Regions from separate parts of the Sus scrofa genome. Here regions 1 and 2 are each linked to region 3. Evidence: chromatin contacts called from public HiChIP or PLAC-seq data. All regions are on one chromosome and are shown on one strand. Each heading gives the region's core, a stretch centred on a gene start, on an enhancer-like site or on the middle of the called end of the contact. The rest is flanking DNA. Distances are from core to core; before and after follow the strand shown.

The links. HiChIP or PLAC-seq counts read pairs in DNA pulled down with a chosen protein or histone mark.
Region 1: a contact with region 3 is called in an H3K27ac HiChIP or PLAC-seq map of alveolar macrophages. The contact joins two enhancer-like sites. A contact is called at or near these places in 1 of 47 Hi-C or Micro-C datasets (heart right ventricle) and 1 of 2 datasets of contacts at active chromatin or transcription factors (alveolar macrophages).
Region 2: a contact with region 3 is called in an H3K27ac HiChIP or PLAC-seq map of alveolar macrophages. The contact joins two enhancer-like sites. A contact is called at or near these places in 8 of 47 Hi-C or Micro-C datasets (embryonic fibroblasts, epiblast stem cells, fetal heart ventricle and 5 more) and 1 of 2 datasets of contacts at active chromatin or transcription factors (alveolar macrophages).

Annotation. Positions count from the first base shown.
Region 1 is chr9:6,552,742-6,556,414 of Sscrofa11.1, reverse strand. RNF121 (RING finger protein 121) reads right to left here. Exons shown (of 9, transcript XM_003129616.4): 4 at 1,212-1,366. Among named protein-coding and RNA genes, the nearest start is that of IL18BP, 32 kb to the left of the region's middle. Within about 2 kb of position 2,169, at least 3 of the 83 cell types and tissues checked have an H3K27ac peak or open chromatin away from gene starts, as enhancers often do. A contact at or near this core is called in alveolar macrophages, where this site is marked.
Region 2 is chr9:6,959,138-6,962,617 of Sscrofa11.1, reverse strand. The region is part of intron 3 of CLPB (caseinolytic peptidase B protein homolog); the gene reads left to right. Among named protein-coding and RNA genes, the nearest start is that of CLPB, 130 kb to the left of the region's middle. Within about 2 kb of position 2,092, at least 13 of the 83 cell types and tissues checked have an H3K27ac peak or open chromatin away from gene starts, as enhancers often do. A contact at or near this core is called in alveolar macrophages, where this site is marked.
Region 3 is chr9:6,702,759-6,706,572 of Sscrofa11.1, reverse strand. No RefSeq gene overlaps it. Among named protein-coding and RNA genes, the nearest start is that of ANAPC15, 15 kb to the right of the region's middle. Within about 2 kb of position 1,377, at least 4 of the 83 cell types and tissues checked have an H3K27ac peak or open chromatin away from gene starts, as enhancers often do. A contact at or near this core is called in alveolar macrophages, where this site is marked.

The DNA of each region.
Region 1 (3,673 bases), core at 920-3,419, 150 kb after region 3:
AAGGCTCAGAATTGAGCAGTCATACAGCTCATATAAGTAACAAGCGGCAGGGCTGGAGTCTCCAAATCACATCCATCTAGCTGTGTATTCTCTGATGGTTCTTAACGCAGAGTAAACTACCCCAGCCAGAGAGGGGCTTCTGGATCACTGACCTCTCCTTGAAGATCAGTTTTACTTTGCACAATGAAACGGGCACAGGGCAGGCTTACAGTGAAGTGGACAGAGGCGGTGCGGGGAAAGTGCAGGGTGCCACTTAGGAGACCCCTGCAGTCCCAGTTTAGAGGCTGGCCAGTTTCACTGTTAGGCTCTCCTGGATCTGCTGCACACGTGTGCCTCACAGCACTTACCAACTGCACTGAAACCGCTGCTTTTGCACCCATCTCCTCCATTAACTGAGTACTCCTGGAGGGCAGGAACTATGTCTTATCCCCGGCTCTGCATCCCCGGCACGCTGCACAGGGCCTGACACATAGCAGGTGCTTGTTGAATGAATGGAAAAAATCTTTCTTTCTGTCAAGTACAGATATTAAATGACCTCACAACCTGGTTGGGAGGATTAAATGAGAAACGCATTTGGAAATACAAAGAATTACACAGGCAGGGGCTGCTTATGACCAGAGGAGGAGGTATTGTTTGCTGGGAAAAAACTGTAAATTTGCTGAGATTCATTCATTCAACAAAAATTCACAGAATAGGCTACTATGTGCCATGCCCCGTGGCAGGGCCTGGAGTTAGAGCAACAAACAAAATGGATGTGGTTCCTGATCTCACGGTTAGTTTAGTGGGTGAGACAGATACCCAAAGAATAGTTAGTTATAAATTGTGATAATTCTATGAGGGAAAACTACAGGGCCCCAGGAAGTACAATCAGAAAATCGAATTTAGAGATCAGAGGAGGGTTCCGAGAAGAAAATAACACTCAAAACGAGACCACAGTGACCAGGATTTGCTTACTTATTTTGTTTGCTTTTAACAGAAACAGGCCTTGCTGTAAACCACAAGGTAAGCTACGGGGAAGCGCTTGGGGGGGTTTACTCTGTGAATGGAGCAGGTCCCCAATCAGCTTGTCTAGGTGGGGCTCTGTGCCAAGTAACCCTGGCAGACAAAAACTGCCTTTTTTTATTCGGACCCCACCCCCTTTCCCATGCATCCCAACCCATGGGTGTCAGGAATCCTGGCTCCTTCCCATTACCCACTACCTACATTCTCACCTTGGAGTTGTCTGTACTAGTGGCTTTCGAGTGGCTCGGAAGGTGACAAAGGCTGTGACGGCGGAGAACAAGACCCAGATCACTAGAAACCTCCACCAGTGCAGCTTCACTGTGAAATAGAGGGGAACAACCCACATCTGAAAGAGGGTCACCATCTGAAATACAAACACAAGCACTTCAGCTCCAGCCAGCTCCCGCGGCAGCTCTGTCTGCAAGTCCGGGGGGCCTCTTCTGTGTTCCATTTCAGCCCGATCCTCTCCTACGCTTCCAATTTGGATAAGAGCACTTCCTACTGACCCAAGTTAGAAACCTGGGACCATGCCTGATGCCCACTTTTCATCCTCCGCCCAGCTGTGTATTGTACAGAGTCCGTCCTTCCCATCCCTGCCCTACCTCTGCTGTCTCCTTGCATTCACTGTCCCCCCGCCGACCTGTCCTCTCTGGGAGCATCCATTCCCCTGCTGAGAACCCCCTAAGGGGCCCCGGTCCACAGGACAAGGTCCAACATCCTTAGCCCGGCAGTCAATCCCCCACAGTCGAGCCCCAGACTACTAATGCAAGGACACCTCCCACCCCTCCCCATGCCGGCAGTGGCACTGCCCCCGCCCCGGGCTGCATCATCCTGTCTGCCTTCCCTTTGGCCTGGCCTGGAAGTATCACATCCAACACACACAAAACCTTCCGTCTCCTTTCCTTTTTTTTTCCCTTTTGTTTTTAGGGCCACACTGCAGCACTTGGAGGTTCCCAGACTAGGGGTCAAATCAGAACTACAGCTGCCGGCCTACGCCACAGCCACAACAACGCAGGATCCAAGCTGCATTTGCGACCTACACCACAGCTCACGGCAACGCCAGATCTTTAACCCAATGAGTGAGGCCAGGGATGGAACCCACATCCTCATAGATACTAGTCGGATTCATAAACCGCTGAGCCACAGCGGGAACTTCCAGTTTCCTTTCTAGGCAGGCTAAGTCATGACTTCCTAGTGTTCCCAAAGCATTTGCTTTTCTACATCATTACAGTGCCATCATAGCGAGAGTATGATTTAAATTCATTCTCTTCCTTAATGTATGCTCCTTGAGAGCAGTGACAGGCCATATGGCTCTGATTCCTCTCTGCTAGGAAACTGGCCCCTGAGAATCCTCAAGGAGTGTAGCTGAGTAAGAGGAAAGCAAGGCTAGAGCCCTAAGACGGAGGCACGGTTCTGTTTTAAAAAGGGTCTCTTTTGCTTTCTTTCCTTTGGATCTTTACCTCAGACTTGTTAGCTGAAGCATTCCAAGGGTATAAAAACGATTCTAACTCAGAAGTTCGGACTCATCCCAGTCTGCCGCCCTCCAACGCCTCCTACCCCCCTCCCTAACCACTCGGTTTTCACTAGGTGTCACTCTTCGCAGGTGAGTAGCAGGTGTAAAAAAAGATAATTAGCACTTAATGGAGGTTTTCTTCCTGATGTCATCAAAGGAAATGAAAAAATTATTTTTTTAAAGGGCAGTGGGTGGGTGGTTATAGAGAAGAATATAGCAGCTAGTTCCCTAAAGCTCTATAGAAAACATTTTGAGAAAATATTTACTCTTGGGGATTTCTAGACTAGTGCTGCCCAGTCAAAATATGAATTGCACATAGAAATTTAAGTTTTCTAATAAAAACTTTTAAGTTAAAAAGTAAAAAGAAACATATTAATTTAAAAAATATATTTCATTTAACCCAATGTATCTAAAGTATTATCATTTTAACAGGTACCCAATATAAAATATGAAATATTTTACTCTTTTTTTGTACTAAGGCTTTATAGTTGATGTTTATTTTATTTATTTATTTATTTTGCTTCTCGGGCTGTACCCGCAGCACATGGATGTTCCCAGGCTAGGGGCAGAAATGGAGCTGTAGCTGCCGACCTACACCACAGCTCATAGCAATGCTGGATCCCTGACCCACTGAGCAAGGCCAGGGGTTGAACCCACATCATCGTGGATACTAGTCGGATTTGTTTCCACTGCACCACAATGAGAACTCCAGTGTTTATTTTACGTTTATGTAGTATCTCAAAAGAGACCAGTCACATTTCAAATGTTCAACAGCCACACGTGACTGGTGACCCCAACACTGGACAGTGCACCTTAAAGCATCTTTTTTGGTGTTTAGCTCTCAGGCGCTACTGCTCTTTTACAGACTGCTCTGTGGAAAGGAAAAGCCTTAGTGTGTGTGTGTGTGGTGTGTGATTTCAGGTATTAAAGAAAAGAAACAGACGGTGGAAGACAATGGTGAGTGGCTACTCTGCTTTAGAGCCTCCGGCTTTAGAGCTGTTTGCCCACTGGTCAGTGAGCTGGGTAGCCTCAGTACCAATTCTACTGTGCAGGAATCCCCAGTTGACTCTGACTGAAGCCTTCGAAAATATTTTGCCCTTACGAAAAAGTGCAGAAGCACCAGGATGTAGCAATGAACGGCCAGCTGTGTAAAGCTCC
Region 2 (3,480 bases), core at 843-3,342, 260 kb before region 3:
GGCCTGACGGAGACTGAGGAGCAGGGCGGCGACCCCGTTTTGGAGACCCCACGCGTCTGCGGACGTGGCCTGAGCCTGCCTGGCTTTCTTGGAGCTGCCTTACGCGCCGGGGTTCTGCTCGGCCTGCCGTCGGCCCCGTCTGGCGGGAACCAGGGCTTGGTGCACCGACCTCCTCTTCCCGTTTGTCTGCCGGGATCGTGTTAGTCCAAAGGCAAGAGCCCCTTGAAGTGTCATGTTACCGAGCGACCGTGAAAGGGCGGTGATGGTGAGAGAGCGTCGTGCAGAGGAGGGGGCTTTGGGCCTCTCTTGGCTTCCGTCTGGGGGGGGGGTCTCTTCAGGGAGAAGGTTTTGGAAGGCAGAGCTGGTCAGAGCATCGCCGGCCCTCACGGAACCGCCTGTTCCCCTGAGGCCTCTCCTTCCCCGTCACTTTCTGTCAGCTGCTTAGGCCCTCGGATACTCGCGCTGGTTAGTCCCCTCAGTTACTTCAGTTACTTATGCTGGTTAGCTGGTTAGTCCCGTCAGTTACCAGTGCTGGTAGGCCCATCAGTTACCAGTTCTGGTTAGCCCTGTCAGATACTTGTGCTGGTTAGTCCTGTCAGTTACCTGTGCTGGATTAGTCCCATCAGATACTTCTGCTGGTTAGTCCCGTCAGTGACTTGTGTTGGGTAGTCCTGTCGGTGACTCGTGCTGGTTAGCCCTGTTAGTTACCTGTGCTGGTTAGCCCCATCAGTTAGTTGTGCTGTGCTGGTTAGCCCCCTCAGTTACTTCAGTTACTTGTGCTAGTTAGCTCTGTCCGTTACCTGTGCTGGTTAGCCCCCTCAGTTACTTCAGTTACTTGTGCTGGTTAGCTGGTTAGTCCCGTCAGTTACCAGTGCTGGTAGGCCCATCAGTTACCAGTTCTGGTTAGCCCTGTCAGATACTTGTGCTGGTTAGTCCTGTCAGTTACCTGTGCTGGTTAGTCCCATCAGTTACTTCAGTTACTTGTGCTGGTTAGCCCTATCCGTTACCTGTGCTGGTTAGTCCTGTCAGTTACCTGTGCCGGTAGGCCCATCAGTTACCAATGCTGGTTAGCTCCGTCAGATGCTTGTGGTGGTTAGTCTTGTCAGTTACCTGTGCCGGTTAGCCCCGTCAGTTAAACTGTGCTAGTTAGTCCTGTCAGTTACCTGTGCTGGTTAGTCGCATCAGATACTTGTTCTGGTTAGCCCCGTCAGATACTTCAGTTAGTTGTGCTGGTTAGCCCTGTCTGTTGCCTGTGCTGGTTAGTCCCATTAGTTACCAGTGCAGTTAGTTCCGTCAGATGCTTGTGCTGGTTAGTCTTGTCAGTTACCTGTGCCGGTTAGCCCTGTCAGTTAAACTGTGCTAGTTAGTCCCATCAGATACCTGTGCTGGTGCCAGGCTACATGTGGGGCAAAGGGAAGAAGCTGGGCCCTGTGCCCTGGGAGGCAGTGGCTTCAGTGTAGAGAGCCCGGGCTCCTGTCCTAGGCTGCCCCTTGTGGACCGTGCCATCTTCGGCAGGGCGGTTTCATCTCTGTGTGACTCAGGCCCCTTCTCTAATCACAGGATCGGGGAGACTGTAAACGTCAGGTGCCTGAGGCATGGTAGGTTGCTCAGAAACGGGAGTTTTGAATTCCACCACGAAGAGTTTTGTGGGACCTGAGGAGCCCAGCCTGCTGTGTGCTCCCCACCCCGCCAGACAGCTCTCAGAGCACCCGGGATCCTCGGAGCACTTCTCTGTGTCCCTCCCTGCTTGTCCCATTTCCCCACCCCCGACTCAGTCTAGGAGCTCCCTGTGGGCAAGATCCGCGTCTGATTCCTCTGACCCTCGGTGCCCAGCACGGAGACTGACTTGGAGAACAAAGCTGAAGTAATCCCGGCGCGTCTTGCCCTCCCGTCTCGAGGGCCGGGTGTGGTGGCTGGCTTTGCACAGTCCCTTCTGCACCGACAGTCTCACAGTGCTCTGGGACTTGGCAGTGGTGGCTCAAGGGCCAGCCCTGTTTAAGAAATTCAAGCCGCTTCTGTGTCTCACCACTGTAGTGTGGCAAGCTTCCTGGCAACCCGCCACTGCCCCACTGCCCTCTGCTGCTGCCTAGACAACCTGCCCTGATGCCAGTAGGTGGCGCTCATGGCCCTTTCCCACAGTTCAGCTGCCTGGACAGACCTTGCCTTCCTGTCACCACATCTCAAAGTGCCTAGAGCCCTGAGCAAGGGTACAAGGGAAGGGTGCCCTGGACCGCGCCCTCCCCTTCCTGGCCCTGTATTGCTGGGGTTTGTGTTTTATTGCGTCCCAGCCACAGCACACACTGCTTGGGGAAGTGGAGATGTTTCCTCTGCAAGATCCCGGGAGTTTCTTAGGGCGGTCTGTGCTTCTGCCCATCCTTTCGGGCATGGCTCGTGCCTCTGCCTCCAAGAAGTCATCCCCATGGCACTTGCTCTGACCTGCACCTTGCCAGGTGTGTGGCTATCCCGCGAACACCCTGGAAGGCAAGGGCCCTGAGAATTGATCAGGTATCCTGCCTGCCCAGAGTCCTGTAATAACCAGCCTCATGGAAAGAGAGAGGAACGACTAGTTTGTGGAATGAATAGTTGAATGATAGGAAGTGGTTCCTCAAAAAGTTGTTATCCAAACTGCAGAGTAATCTGTAAACTAACCTTACTCTGCAGAAAAGTCAGTGTCACGAATATCAAAGACAGCCTGAGAACCTATTCTAGATAAAAAGAAACTGGAGTTCCCATCGTGACTCAGTGGTTAGCAAACCTGCCTAGCATTCATGAGGATGTGGGTTCGATCCCTGGCTTCGCTCACTGGGTTAAGGATCCAGCGTTGCCGTGAGCTGTGGTGCAGGTCACAGACACGGCTTGGATCTGGCTGTGGCTGTGGCGTGGGCCGTCAGCTGGAGCTCTGATTGGGCCCCCTAGCCTGGGAACCTCCATATGCCGCGGGTGTGGCCCTAAAAAGACAAAAGACCAGAAAAATTAAAAAATAAAAATAAGATCTCTATAGGAAAAATGTATGTTTTAAAAAATAATAATAATCTCTTTTTAAGTGTGCCAAGTTCTTGCTAGAAACTAAGATAGGACAAAGAGTGGTCCCCCCAGCATTGGCTTTTATTCTGTTTAATCCAGCAGTGTTCACTGAGGTTCTGCTACAGCCCCTCCACTCTGTGCCTTTGTACACAGAGAACAGAGGGAACGCTGAGAGCTAACGCCTGGAAAATGTAAGCGCTTTCGCATTATTGCCCCCGGTCCTCTGAGCGCCCTCACGGCGTAGGTCTGGCAGCCTGACAGGGCGGGAGCGCTGAGGTTCAGAGAGGTGAGCAGGACCTGCCCGCAGTCACGCAGCCTAGAAGAGACGGGTGCAGGCTTACATCCAGATCGGTCTGTCCCAGGGCTGTCGCTTTCCGAGTCTCCATATCTGTCTGTGTGAGACAAAGGATTGGACAGACTGATCTCAGCAGATCCTTCTTTACGTCTGGAAATTTT
Region 3 (3,814 bases), core at 128-2,627:
TGGCCCTAGAAAAGACAAAAAAAAAAAAAAAAAAAAAAAGAAAAGAAATAGCTCAGTCTCTGCCTTTAAGGTGCTCAGGGTTGGCCGAAGAAATAAAAAACAATTTTATACAGAACTCCGCCAGAGTACAGCACACCTGACTCCTGATAGTACGACCAAGGAGCATCAATACTGAACTGTCTATTTGCCTGATGCACAGCAAAGCCCAACAACACTGAACCATCGGGGTCAGAAGCCGAGAAAATTTATTTCAGGGCCATGTAAGGACATGGACGGCTCAGGCCCCAAAGCCTGGAGCTCCCTGAAAGCTTTCAGGAAAGCCCTTTCAAAGGCAGAGTGAGGGAGGGTCTCCGTTAGTTGTTGCAAATTTCTTTGTGTCCAATCCTTTGTTCTTGGAGCTCCAGGCATAGGTCAGGTCATGTTGTTCTTGAAAACCTCCAACAAAACAGATGTTATTCTCTGTTCTGCAACTTTTTGTTTTTGGTGTGTGTGTGGTGGTGGGGGGATTGTTTTTGTTTTCTTAACAGCTGTACCCAACACCCATAGAAGTTCCCCCAGCTAAGAGTCAATCAGAACTGCCGCTGCAGGCCTGTACCACAGCCATAGCGACACTGAATCTGAGCTTCATCTGTGCCCTATGCCATAGCTTGTTCCAACTTGGGATCCTTAGCCTACTGAGAGAGGCCAGGGATCGAACCTGCATCCTTACAGACACTATGTTGGGTTCTTAAGGAGCTGTGCCACTATGGGAACTCCTGGTTCTGCAACTTTTTATCTAAAAATGTAATACACTTAAGGGTCAGACCTTGTATATTTCAGGCTGTAGGCAGCATTCTTTTGCAAAAAGTGCAGAGCCAAGATGACTAAGCACAAGGGACCGAGGTCAAGACCGAGGTCAAAAGCTAAAGTAAGATTGAAATAAAAGTAACAGGGAGTTTCCATCATGGCTCAGTGGTTAACAACCCCAACTAGTAACCATGAGGTTGTGGGTTCTGATCCCTGGCCCCGTTCAGCTGGTTAAGGATCCGGCATTGCCGTGAGCTGTGGTTTAGGTCACAGACAGGGCTTGGATCCCGATGCATGGCTGTGGTGTAGCTCCAATTCAACCCCCAGCCTGGGAAGCCCCGCGAAAGACAAAAAAGTGAATAAATAAAATAAAAGGAATAGGTGTTCCAGTCCTGGCTCAGCGGAAACAAATCTGACTAATATCCATGAGGATGTGGATTATAAGGATCCAGTGTTCCCATGAGCCGTGGTGTAGGTTGCAGATGCAACTTGGATCTGGCTTCATTGGGTGAGCTGCTGTGGCTGTGATTCAACCCCTAGCCTGGGAACCTCCATGTGCTGTGGGTATGGCCCTTTAAAAAAAAAAAGAGAGACATATAATAAGAGGTATAGATCTAATATGGAGTTAGATTCACCACCACCCCCCAGCCTGTGCCGCAGGGAGTTCCCATTGTGGCGCAATGGAAGCAAATCCAACTAGAAACCATGAGGTTATGGCTTCGATCCCTGGCCTCAGTCAGTGGGTTGAGGATCCAGAGTTGCCATGAAGTTGAAGATGTGGCTCAGATCCCATGTTGCTATGGCTGTGGTGTAGGCCGGCAGCTACAGCTCCAATTCAACTCCTAGCCTGGGAACCTCCATGTGGTGCGGGTGTGGCCCTAAAAAAGCCTGCGCCACAGCAGCAACTCAAGCCACTGCAGTGATGACACTGGATCCTTAACCCACTGAACCACACGGAACCACACGGGAACTCCTCCCCCTTTTCCTTGATGCTTCTTAATCTTGAGGAGAACGAGTGTTGGACAGAAGAGGCATGCGTGACATTTTTTTTTTTTTTTTTCTTCAGGGCTGCACCCATGGCACATGAAGGTTCCCAGTCTAGGAGTCAAATCAGAGCTGGAGCCACTGGCCACAGTCACAGATACAGCAATGTGGGATCTGAGCCACATCTGCCACCTACACCATAGCTCACGACAATGCCGGATCCTTAACCCACTGAGCAAGGCCAGGAATTGAACCTGTGTCCTCATGGATACTGATCAGATTCGTTTCTGCTGAACCACGACGGGAACTCCCGCAATGTTGTTTTGGATAGAGGAATCATAAACTTGGCAGAGGAAGCAGTTTTAGCAGGACTCAGGTTCAACTTCCAGTCCTGCTTCATCTTTTCCCAACTCTCTCAGGGAACGGGGAAATGACTGCTCTGACTGCTTCCTGCTGAAATGGAGCCTAGTCCTTTGACTTAGGGAATCGACACTGAGTTGGAAATATGCCCGCGTTCTAACCCCTGGATCCAAGTCTTTAAAGATCTCATTCCCTGAGGAATTCAGGAGAAAAGCCTGAACACCAGTGAGGCCCTGGCAGAGGAGATTCCCCAGACGAAGGAGGATTCCCCCAAACAGATGAGCCCAGCTCTCAGAAGAGAATGGACCCAGAGTGGCTCACTTCCCACAAGGAAAGTGGCCCAAATGACTGGAGAGAATTCCAAGCCTGTGCAAGCTGGAGCAACTACCCCAGGTGATGCTGAATGTGGACTGCACTTCTGGATGTTTCTTGGCTGCACAGAGCCTCCTGTCATGGGGTGGCTGGCACCTGTCAGGGAAATCCCCCCCTCCCACTTCCTCAGGGCAAGAGGAGCTCCAGCAGCTACTGTGAACTCAGGGAAGTGGCTGCTCTGGCAGGGGTCAAGCTGCCATGGGCACAGTGTCCCATCTGGGTGACCACAGTTGTTACCGGAAAGCGAGTCCATGTGCCAGGCTATATGGTCAGGCCACCGGAGATGGCTGTTTGCTTGCTCTCTCTTCATCTCCTGCTTGACCAGTTGATGCCTCGTCCACACCTCACTCATATGATTGACTTTCCCCCTTAATCACAGAGCCTAATCTGTAAATGCTTACCTACTTGCCCCCAGGCCTCAGCTACTGATTATTTTTTATCTTGAGATCAGATAGTCTAACAAAGGGAAGACCTCTGCCCCACATAGGCACTTAGCCTGAGGGGCTAGGAGGGCCATGCCCCTTGGTTGGCAATCAATGAGCTGTCCTGATATAATTCCCCCTATAAGTGGCAGTCTCCCCTTCCCGGGAGCGAAGACTGCTGCTGTGTCCTGCCCACCGTTTGTCTGCCATCCACGGTGGGATATTGACTCTAGGACCCATTTGCTCCATACACGTAAGATCTCCCATCTGTTAAACTGTTGATGGCTCTGTGGCTGATTCTGGGCTCTTTCTTTGGTCTTGAGGCTGAGCCAGTACAGGGCTTGCAGGCCGGTAGGGCGCAGCCCAGCAACTGGCGAGCCAGCCAGGAGACTGAGGAAGCGCCCGTGAGCACCCAGATGTTTGGAAGTAAGTGTGGGGAGCGGAACATTGCAGGGGATTCCTGGGGTTGCCATCCACTAGCACACGGGGCCCAAACGTTGAGAGAAAACCCCCCAAAGTCATGGAGGAGAATCCCAGACGTCATGGAGAAACCCCTGGGTGGCTGTCCGCTCGCATGTGGGACCCCGTGGTGGCTGTCCTTAATAAAACGGGAGCCCCCAAGAGATTAGGGAGAACTTACAGACACCCGGAAGGGTGCTGTGGAGCTGTCGGCCACGATTACAGTGGGAAAAGGGAAGCTCGACCGTAGGGTGGTGGCCATAGCTGTAAGCTGACCATTGCTTTTTATGTCGAGAAAGGCCAGAGATGCTGAGCTGGCAGCCCAGGCAAAAGCCAGCTGCCTAGAAGAGGAGGAACTGAAACTCAAGAGGAAGGCTAGGCTGGTCTAATCCCAGAGGGCTGGAGCCTTCATGTTCCGATTGAGGGAGCAA